3 separate regions of the Oryctolagus cuniculus genome follow, and all the other regions are linked to region 2. Evidence: chromatin contacts called from public Micro-C data. All regions are on one chromosome and are shown on one strand. The core of a region is the stretch at or near the end of the contact, and the rest is flanking DNA. Distances in the headings are between cores, read along the strand shown. Region 1 holds the start of SLC12A6 (solute carrier family 12 member 6). Region 2 holds the start of EMC4 (ER membrane protein complex subunit 4). Region 3 holds the start of LPCAT4 (lysophosphatidylcholine acyltransferase 4).

What was found. A called contact is a pair of places that touch in the nucleus more often than the background predicts.
Region 1: a Micro-C map of ear pinna shows a contact between it and region 2, with 4 times the contacts expected there. The contact joins the promoter of SLC12A6 here to the promoter of EMC4 in region 2. A contact is called at or near these places in 3 of 6 Hi-C or Micro-C datasets (ear pinna, embryonic fibroblasts and an unstated tissue).
Region 3: a contact with region 2 is called in a Micro-C map of ear pinna, with 9 times the contacts expected there. The contact joins the promoter of LPCAT4 here to the promoter of EMC4 in region 2. A contact is called at or near these places in 3 of 6 Hi-C or Micro-C datasets (ear pinna, skin fibroblasts and an unstated tissue).

The regions. Positions count from the first base shown.
Region 1 is chr12:55,654,151-55,657,660 of mOryCun1.1, reverse strand. SLC12A6 (solute carrier family 12 member 6) reads right to left here and starts at 1,276. Exons shown (of 26, transcript XM_008269264.4): 1 at 500-1,276; 2 at 1-51. The coding sequence starts at 653.
Region 2 is chr12:55,783,614-55,786,984 of mOryCun1.1, reverse strand. EMC4 (ER membrane protein complex subunit 4) reads left to right here and starts at 1,417. Exons shown (of 5, transcript XM_002718012.5): 1 at 1,417-2,098; 2 at 2,427-2,541. The coding sequence starts at 2,013. It overlaps LOC127483703 (a long non-coding RNA gene), which reads right to left and starts at 1,887. Exons shown (of 2, transcript XR_007910206.2): 1 at 1,529-1,887; 2 at 1-819.
Region 3 is chr12:55,627,149-55,630,691 of mOryCun1.1, reverse strand. LPCAT4 (lysophosphatidylcholine acyltransferase 4) reads right to left here and starts at 1,755. Exons shown (of 14, transcript XM_017348160.3): 1 at 1,551-1,755; 2 at 220-362. The coding sequence starts at 1,664. It overlaps LOC100355813 (olfactory receptor 4F15-like), which reads left to right and starts at 2,093. Exons shown (of 3, transcript XM_008269585.3): 1 at 2,093-2,189. The coding sequence starts at 2,093.

The sequences.
Region 1 (3,510 bases), core at 27-2,526, 130 kb after region 2:
TCTTGGTTGGTGTCACCATGAACCGAACTGAAGCCATCTTGGTGGTGGTTTCTGGAGGATGCATTTTTCTTTTTTCAAGAACAAAGAAAAAGGGACAAACCTCACAAAAAACTTTGCTCCTATGCTACTTTTGACTGCAGAAATAGAAAACTTTAAAACAAAGTCAACCTTCTGTCACCTCGGTTCACACCACACAAAGCCCCACACAAGAATCCTACTCGGAATTCAAGCTGACTGTCCTGAAAAGTGTACCCCCAACAGCTGAGGCATTTTCCCCCCTTTTTCTGAGGAAAAACCGAAACGATAGCAGCTTGGATGCTAGGAGGAAGAACGACCTAGCTGCCGCCCCCGGCCCGGGGCTGAGGGCGCAGGGCCATGGCCTCGCAGCGCTGCAGCGTCCTCGCCCTCCACCCCCAGGCTCCCTCCGGGGCAGCAGTCCGTGATCGGCGGAGCGTCCCACGGGTCTAGCCGAGCAGAGTGCGCACAGGCCCGCCCTTACCAGTGGATACAGCGCGGACCAGATTGCGAAAAGGTGTGCACCCGGCCACCTGTTGTGTATCAGGTGAACACCCCCCAGGGCTGGCTGGGAGGAGGAGCGTGCAGAGCCACCCGAGGTCGACAATCCACTCGGGTCTGGAGGGAGAGGTGCACATGCATAACGGGAAGAATAACCCACACTACTGGATGGAGAAGCGGGCGGCTGCCGGGCACGGCGGAGTCCTGCCTCCGGAGGCTGCGGGGGCGGCGCGCCCGCTCTTCCGGCAGGAGGCGGCTAGCGGGTCAAGACCCCTCCGACTGCAGCTCGGGGTCGTGGCGGGTCGCTGCGAGTCCACCGGCGCCCACGGCCGGCTCGCCGGGTCCTCCCGCGAGTGACAGGTGGGGAAGACGCCGTCTCCCCGCCCCCGGCCCGCCGCAGGTCTTCCTTCGGTCCCGGCAGAGGAGGAGCCCGCCAAGCACGCCGGCCCTGCCTGGGCAGGAGGGGCGGAGGTCGCAGGTGCGGGATGCCGGCGCCAGCTGATGCGGTGCGCGCGCAGCTGTTGTTTACGAGCCGGTAACTGTTTCTGAGCCGCGGCGCGCTCGGGATGCCGGGGAGCGGAGACGCCGGGGCGGCCGTTACGTGACCTCGCCGCCCCCCGCCCCGGGCCCGGCGGGCTCTGCCCGCGCCACCGCAGCCCTCCCCTTCCCTCCCCGCTCGTTCCTCATTCGAGGTCAGCCGTCCGAGGAGCCCCGCGGAACCGTGGGAGGGCGGCGCTGCCCCTCCGGCGCCCGCGGCCCCGCCCCGCCTCTGCGCCGGCGGGGAGCCCGCAGCGCGCCTGCGCCCGCCGGGGCCCGGGGGCGCGGGGCACGACGGGAACTGTAGTCCGCCTCGGAGCCGCGCTGCGGGCCGCCGCGGCGGGGTGGCGGTGCCCGACGCGCTCTGGAGGAACGCGGGAGAGCCGGCAGCGACCCTCACCCGCAGACCCTCAGGACCATTTCCCTAACAAGAGCGTCTTGGTAGACACCCATAACCTCTGTAAATACCACAAGCCCAGGTACGACCCTCATAGAAATCTGTGTAGCGGGTTAACCTAAAGCTTTGTGTGCTCGGTTACACATCTTCTGTCACACGTGCATTCTCCTTCCTCCTTGTCCTTTTAAGAATTGCTGTGCCCAGTTTCTAGTTATCCCAGATGCTCCGTTAAAGGAGTCGCCTTTAGGGGCCGTGGTTGCGGTGTGGTGGGTAAGCTAGCACCTGCAACACTGGCGTCCCGCCAGGTGCTGCATGGCGCCCCAGCTTCCGATCCAGCTCCCTGATGATGCCCCCGGGAAGGCGGTGGATGCCCCAAGTGCCTAGGCCCCTGCATCCGCCTAGAGGCTCAGGGCCTTGGGCTGGCCCAGCCCTGGCCGTGGCTGCCATCTGGGCAGTGAACCGGCAGATGGAAGATCTGTCTCTCCCTCTCCGTACCTGTGCCTTTCGAATAGATAAATCTTTAAAAAAAAAAATCGGCTTTAATTGTAAAAGCAATATATTGAACTATTTTCCCTTGGACATTTTTTTCTATAATTTACTGCATTAGAATATTTTTGTGTTTACTTAATGCATAAGTACAGGTGTTCAACAAATTTTTGTTCAAAGTTTTTTTTTTTTTTTTTTTTTAAAGACATTTATTTTGAAAGAGTTACACAGAGAGAGGGAGAGAGCTTCCATCTGCTGGTTCAACCCCCACATGGCCCCAAGGGAGCCAGGAGCTTCCTCCAGATCTTCCAAGTAGATGGCAGGGCCCATGCACTTGTGCCACCATCCTCTGCTTTTCCAGGCGCATTAGTAGGGAGCTGGGTCCGAAGTGGAGCAGCCAGGATACATCCATATGGGATGCTGGTGTTGCAGGTCCTGTTCATCAAAGTTTTCTGAAAATTTAGTTTCATCAAGACATCTAAATTTAACCATCCTGAGCCCTGAAAACTAGCTCCTTGCTTCTCACAAGTGGGAATGTTTAAGCAGAATCCCTAGCAATAGAACTGTATTTAAGACCCAAGCAAGGGGCTGGCGCTGTGGCGTAGCGGGTAAGGCCACCACCTGTAGTGCCGACATCCCATAAGGGTGACGGTTTGAGACCTGGCTGCTCTACTTCTGATCCAGCTCTATACTCTGGCCTGGGAAAGCAGTGGAGGATGGCCCAAGTCCTTGGGCCCCTGCACCCATGTGGGAGATCTGGAAGAAGCTCCTGGCTCCAGCTTCAGATTGGTGCAGCTCCAGCCGTTGTGGCCAACTGGGGAGAGAACCAGCGGATGGAGGACCTCTCTGCCTTTCTTTCTCTCTGTAACTCTTTCAAATAAATAAAAATAAATCTTTAAAAAAAAGTTCCAAGCCAAGAAATTCCCTTTTATCAATTGAGAAAGTGTGAAATCCAGTTGAAGAACCTAGTAACAAAATGAGAAACTCTCATATAAATGAAAATCTTTTCAAGCTTAACTTTTTATTTAAAGATTTAAAAAATTTTTTATTTGAAAGGATGAGAGAGAATGTTCCATCTGCTGGTTCACTTCCCAAATGGCAGCAATGGCCAGGGCTGGGCCAGGCAAATGCTCGGAGCCCCAAGCTCCATCCTAGTCTCCTGTACTAGGTGACGGGGCCCTCAAGCACAAGCACAAGCACTTGGGCCATCACCCGCTTTCTCCAGTGCACCTGCTTTCCATCAGCAGGAGGCTGGATTGGAAGCCAAGCAGTGGGGCCCTAAACCCTGGGATTCCTGACCCCGGCATTTTGAGGAAGAAACCATGTCCTGAAGCTCTTCCCTCAGGCAGGCCTGCTGTTTATTCAAACCTCACAGACTTTCTTTCCAAGGACCTGCTGCATGGGTTGGATGTTTGATACATGCATGGGATGCCTGCATGCCACATCACAGTGCTTAGGTCCTTGTCCCAGCTTTGCTTCCCGCATCAGCTTCCTACTCATGTGCACAATGGGCGGCAGCACGGTCGATGGTCCAAGTAGTGAGTCCTGGCCACAAATGTGGGAGTTCCAGGTTG
Region 2 (3,371 bases), core at 168-2,667:
ATTTTATTTTCACTTTATTTTGAAAGACAAGACAGAGAGATGAAGATAATCTTGTTATTTTGCAACAAGCTGCTTTAAGTTAGCAGTTCTCAATTCTCGCCCCACAGGACAACCACCCGGAGAACCATAAAAAACACTGGTGCGCAGACCCCACCCTTAGCAGATGGATCAGCATCTCTGGAGCTGCCCAGGCATCAGCATTTCAGAACGTGCTTGAGCTGATGCTCACGTGTGTTCAGAACAGAAACCACTATACTTCTAAGATTAGAATCACAATTATACTGTTTACATGTTTCTAACTACAAAAAATAGAACCTGCAGAATGCAGAGAACACGGGACAGCACAATTTAAAAAGATGATTCAGTGTCTCATGACTCTCATGTATCTTTTGTGCCATTTTTTCCTGAGTGTACTTGTATATGAATGGAATAACAATATGTAAAATGTTTTTTTCAAACGTATAATACATTTTAGAACTCACTCACTCTTAGAAATCACCTACAATCAGTCTCTTCTAGAGATGAAGAAATTAAGGTCAAAATGTTCCTAGATTATCTGGAATTAGAATTAGAATCCTGGGTTCTAGTCCCGGTTGCTCCTCTTTCAGTCCAGCTCTCTTCTGTGGCCTGGGATGGCAGTGGAGGATGGCCCAGGTCCTTGGTCCCTGGGAGACCAGGAGGAAGCACCTGGCTCCTGGCTTCGGATCAGCACAGCGCGCCAGCCGCAGTGCACCGGCTGTAGCGGCCATTGGAGGGTGAACAAATGGTAAAGGAAGACCTTTCTCTGTGTCTCTCTCTCTCTCTCACTGTCCACTCTGCCTGCCAAAAAAAAAAAAAAAAAAAAAAAAACTCGGTTTCCTAAGTTGATAGAAAAACTTATACTTATTTCCCTTTCCTTGAAAAAACAGTTTGTGCAAAAACCTAAATTTTCATAAGTTTAGTTTCAATTTGAATCCCATTTCTATAAAGGATCTATTATTTCTAACAATACTTTAATCTCCTGCCCTCGGGGATTTAGGTCAGGATATAGAGGAGTACGGGAGCTTCAGGAATTTCACAGAAAATTCTCATTATCCTGTAATTCAATTTTCCTATGAACTTTTAAAGCAGACACAATGCAATGTAAAAGTGCTATTTTGCAGAATATAGTAGACAAAATATGACAAACAGGATGTTCACATTGGTTATAAGAGCGGGCGGGAATCAATTTAAATATCCAATAGTGGGTTAAATTGTGAAAAGGTATAAAAGTTAGGTAATACAAAATCCAATCGCCAAGAATAACGATCTAAATTTTCAAATTCAACACATCATGCATGGGGTGGGTACCACGTAAGCTCACAATAAGCCGTAAAAATAGGCAGATCATCCACCTTTTACGGGTGAAGTTAAAGCACAACGTGTTCAAGCTGCGCAGGGTCACACAGTGAAAGCGGAGCCGAAGTGAGAGGCGGCCCTCTGACTCCAGTCCGCGGCTCCCAAACCCACCCCGCCACCCTGGCGTCGCGCAGAACGGGGCTCAAACTACCCAGCTCGAGGGTTGCTGTGAGAAGTCAGCGCAACTAAACAAAGCTCCGCGGGATACTCAACACTCGGTACTAAATCACGCGCTCGAGGGCAGTCGGCGGTGCAGCTGGGAGTTACACCGAGGATTTCCACCGCTTCTTCCCGGGAGCGAGACGATGAAGAATTCTCTTCTTGGCTTCGCTTCCTGAGACAGAGTCACTTAGGGACTTTGCTTCTGCTCTGTAAAGCGCACCTCAGGTCAGGGAACACAGAGCAAGCCTATTCAGAAAGGTGCAAGCTCCCAGGAGTCGCTTCGGAAGCTTTTAAAACTTGCCCCACTTTCTAATCCCCGAACGCGCTTAGGCCCGCAGCGGAAGTGACGTCATACACCGGCGCCGGAAGTGTTCTTGCAGAACGGGACCTTGAAGTTAGGGACGCTAGTGGGCCTGCGGCAGGCGTACGGTTTGGGGTGAGAAGTTTCCCGGCTTTAGTAAGCGGTCGTTGCTATGACAGCCCAAGGGAGCCTGGTCGCGAACCGAGGCCGGCGCTTCAAGTGGGCCATTGAGCTGAGCGGGCCTGGAGGAGGCAGCAGGTGAGCTATCTGGGGAAGCTCGACACCAGTCTTCTATCCCAGAGCAGTACGAGTGATGGGTCCTGGGCCCTGAGGCGCAAGCCTCTGAACAGGTTGAGTGGCGCACAACCCGGGGAGGTTGCAGCTTCTCTGCTATTGGAGGTGATGTGACCAAAGGATGCTTTTTTTCTGTCTTGTTAATAAGCCCGGGGCTGACGAACTCACCAGAAGGCTTGGTCGAATTTGTATCGATGCATCTGAGGGTCTCTCTTCGTGTGGTTGGTAGAACAGGAAATGGGGATATAAGCGTGGGAGGTTCAGGTTTAATTTTTTGGCTTGGGTTTTTTAGGGGCCGAAGTGACCGGAGTAGTGGTCAGGGAGACTCACTGTACCCAGTCGGTTACTTGGACAAGCAAGTGCCTGATACCAGTGTGCAGGAGACAGACCGGATCCTGGTGGAGAAGGTACAGAGGTATAAATGTTATTGTAGTCCTTGGGCCAGTTGATCCATCATCCTCTTCTGGGTAGCATTACTGTTATCCTGGATGTTTGTGAGCTAACCTGCTTGAGTTTATTACAGAAGTCTGCTTAGCAGCTCCAAAAGTGCTTAATAATTGGTAAAACTAAGAGACGTTTGGAGCATAAGTTCTAAGAAGGTAGGTTGCAAATGATCTGTGTGTACCAGCAGTTTCCATCTCCTCTCTTTTGCACTCCCCTTCCCTTGCACAGTTCAGTCCAATCTACCAGAACGTTGTTGGCTTCATCTCCAAACTAATCTTGGTCCTACTGCTTCTTCCTGCCTTCATCTGTCATCCTGATCTAAGCTACCATCCCTCACCCAGATGTCTGCAATACACTATATATATTCTTGAGATAGAGCTTATGTACAGTTAATAACATATACACAATTAAAGCGTGGTTTCTCAGCCTCGGCACTGTTGCCTGAATACTTGTGTGTGGTGGGGTATTGCACTGTAGGGTGCTGAGCAGCACCCCTGGCTACTACCCAGCAGATGCTAATAGTGCCCTTCCCTAGTTATGACAATCAAAACGATGTTTCCAACATTTCCTTCTCCTGGGAGGCAAATTGCCCTCAGTTGAGAACCATTATGCAATCTGACGACCGTTGACAGTGCTGTACCCCCATGAAACCATCACCACCTTGAAAGAGAAAATGTCTTCCTACAAAGATTCCTTGTGCCCTTATCTGCAGATTTTGGACTGGTCTTGCTTCTTCCATCTTACACCAGCACAGCAGTTTATGATCCTTTTTTAAACAAGTCAGATCATTCCT
Region 3 (3,543 bases), core at 506-3,005, 160 kb after region 2:
CAAATACTTTGGCCACGGGGCTGGAGTCTCTGGCCCCTTCGGGAAAGGTCAGGTAACATCCCTTAGAGATGGGGATCAGGGAACCTGGCCGGGGCTGGCTGCCTCATCTCACCAACCCAGGCTGGGCAGGTGCACTTCACAGCCCTCTCATCTTCTCACAGTGGGGGCAGCACGGACAGCAGGGAAACAAGAAAGGGGTCCATCCCTTCCCCCACTTACTTCCTCCATCCTGTGATTGGCTCCTGAAGCTGCTCCTCAGTGAGACCGGCTACTTGCAGCCAGGCAAAGGGCCAGAGGAGAAAGAGGACGATAAAGGCCAGAAGCACTCGGACGGGGGCCAGCAGTGCCCCCAGGAGGCAGAACTGCAGAGGGAGAGAATGCCACTGCAGAGCTGGGAGATGACGCTCCGCCACGGCCAGGGACCCCCTCCCACAGGGACAGACCCAGGAGCCACCACCCCTTGCAGGTGCCAAGTGGCGTGCCAACAGGAGAGGGGCTGGGACCCAAGGAGGGCAAGAGGGTGGAAGATGAAGAGCGCAGGGCCTCCTGTTCTCACATCTCGCAGCTGGTCCCCACCCCACCTATAAAACCGAAGGCACAAACCGCATCAAGTACTGGGCAGGGCTGCTAGGAACACTTAAAGAGAAAACCCGTGAGAGCGCCTAGCACTGTGCTTGCTATGGAGTCCGCTGGAGGCAGGGCCTCCTCCCCCAACTCCCTTTCCATAAATAGCTCCTATGTCCAACAGAAACCAGGTGCATGGTTCTTCCCACTTTGGGCTTGGGAGGCAGAGGGCTGGAGACATCGAAGGTGCGCTTTTCAGTGGGTCGGTCTCCAGTACTGCCCAGCAGCAATCCCCTGGCACTGGGGGGATGGCAAAGGGCTGGACCCTACCCAGGACTCAAGGGTTGCCAGGAGCCAAGGTAACTCCATAGGCTGCCCTGGGGAAAGAGGAGGTAAACAAACCTAGTCCCTGGAGCCCGCCTCAGGGGAGGCGATGACAGCAGACACCTTGAACGCTCCCTGCCCACACCACCTCCACTTCCTGTGGCCAACCCTGCCCCCAACGGGAGGTGCTGCAGTGCGGGGCCTGGAGGTGGGGGGAACGGGCAAAGGGGGTGATGGAAGGGCGCAGGGGCGCAGGCTCCGGGCCCGGAACCGTCCTCCCTCCAAGTCAGAGCCCCGGAGGAGCCGTGCGCACGCCCCCGCCCCCAACCTCGGCTTCCCGGAGCATCCGACCCCTTCCAAGCCTGTCAGCTCCGCAGGACGCAGACAGCGTTTCCCAGGCTCCTCCATCTCCTCTACTCCTGGGTCCCCTCCAGTCCTCCATCCCCACCTCCTCGATTCTTTCACACCTTCGAGGTGACCCATCGCGTCCCCTCCAAGGCTCCTGCCCACCCACCCCCGGCCGCCCCCACGTGCGCACCTCCCGACGCCTGCTGCGCAAGCCACGCAGCCCGGATCCCCGAGCCCATCTGCCGCAGGGCTCTACATGGGCCCTGTCTCCCTCTGGCCGCGAGGGCTCCCGAAGCCCCCTGCCCACGCCTCACCTTAACCCTCTGGAGGCGGGAGAGATGTAACTCGTGCACGAAGGGGTTGGGGGGCGCCGGGGGCCCCGGGGTGGCATCGACGGGGGCCCAGCCCCCCGGGCTTCCCTGGCTCATGGCGGGAGGAGGTGGGCGGGAGGGCGCCCCGGCCCCGGCCCCGGCCCCGGCCCCGGCCCCGGCCCCGGCCCCGCTCTGCAGCAGCCGCTGCTCCTGCGGCAGCGCCGGCGCTCTGGCCCGGGCCCCGCCTGGCGCCGGCCGCCGAGGGGCGGGGAGCAGGCGGCGCGGCCCGGCCCGCCCGCGTTGTCAGGGCGCCGGCCGGGGGCGGGGCTTCCAGCGCCTCCGAGCCGGGCGCGATGCTCGCAGCGCCTGCGGCCATTGTCCGCCGAGGCCGGGGCGCGACGCCGGCGCCGCGGCCCTGCGGTCGTTCCCCTCTGAACACCTGGCCGCCGCCCGCTAGCAGGCCTCGGGGCTCGGGGCGGGAGTGGGGCCCGAGGTGCGCGCGGCGCCGAGCGCGCCCTGGTCCTCGGCGGAGCGTCGGGAGGGGGATGGAGGTGCGGGTGCGCCCTCCGCCGGGGCTGGCCGCCGTAAGGGACCTTGGGGCCCGGCTCCTGAGCGGGCTCCCGAGCCCCGTCGCCGCTCCTGGTAGGCCGGCCACCTCTGCTTCCAGGTCTGGGCGACGCCGCCATGGCGCGCGGACTTGAGGCGCCGGCGCCCCCTGGCGGCCGTGTGGCGCCGCCTCCGCGTGCTGGCGCTGCGGGCCGCGGTCGGCGCGCTAACGCCCCGCGTGGCGCCAGGTGCGGGGAGAACGCAGTCCTGCCCGTCGCCCCCAGGGCCCAAACCACCCCAGAGAAGGCATTTCAGCGGCCTGGGTTATAAGGCCACAGTGAGATAAGGGACCGGGAAATCTGGGTGGACTTTGAGAGCCAGGAACCCAGTAAAAAAAAAAAAAAAAAAAAGACAAGTGCGACGGAAAAGGAATGCGAGTCGCATTGCCTTCAGCTTGTTAGGTAGAAAGGTAGGCATTAGCCCCGGCGTGTGAGAGGCTGAAGAACGCACACGGCGCGGGGCGGCGTGAGGAGATGGAGCCGGCTTTCGCGCTCCCCGGCACACCGCACACCGCGCTGGAAGCGTCTCCGCCCGTGCCGGGAGGAATTTCACAGGTTGCAGGCCCAGCCATATCCCAGAGGAAGAGGGCGGGAGCAGGAGAACCGTGGGCCCCCAGACCCCTAGGAAATGCAGTCTGAGTGCAGGCGGGGCTTCGGATTCTCTGCCGAGACGCCTTGCTTGGCCTGCCAGCTGTATTATTTCACTAAACTTGAGCAGCTTGCTTACTGCCAATGTCCACCTCCCCTCTGAGATTCTCTCAGGAAGACGAGGACCTCTGTTCCAGCTGTGTTGAGTTCCAGGCTCACCTTGCTTTATTTATTCTGCCCCAGTGATTGGCAGTTAGGGGAGCTGAAGGGCTGTGGCTCCACTGGCTTCTTGAAACCAGGTTCCAGGTGGATCTGCTTCTGGGACTACGCTGAAAGGTATGCAAACTCATGCATCCTTTTGAGACCAAGGAGCAGGATTGGGGTATTTTTGTTTGTAACATGGAGGTCCCCACACGAATCACACATGATTTCCAGATTCTAGCTTTTTTAAAACCAATTTCTTCAAATTTTTTAAAAATTTATTTTCATTTTGTTTGAAAGGCAGAGAGACAGGGACTCAGAGATTTTTTCCATTCATTGGTTTACTCTTAAAATGCCTGCCACATCCAGGGCTGAGCCAGTGTGGAACCCAATCCTGTTTAGCCATGTGGGTGACAGGGACTCAAGTACTTGAGCTGTTGTCAGTTACTTCCTAGTGATATGCGTAGGCAGGTAGGTGGTGAGGGACAAGGAGCCAAGGAATGCCAACACCCAAGCCTTGTGCACCATTCCAATCCCATGACCTTCTATACCAATTCAGTATGACTGAAGGCTTGGCACATCCACCCCCGCATCATTCAGCT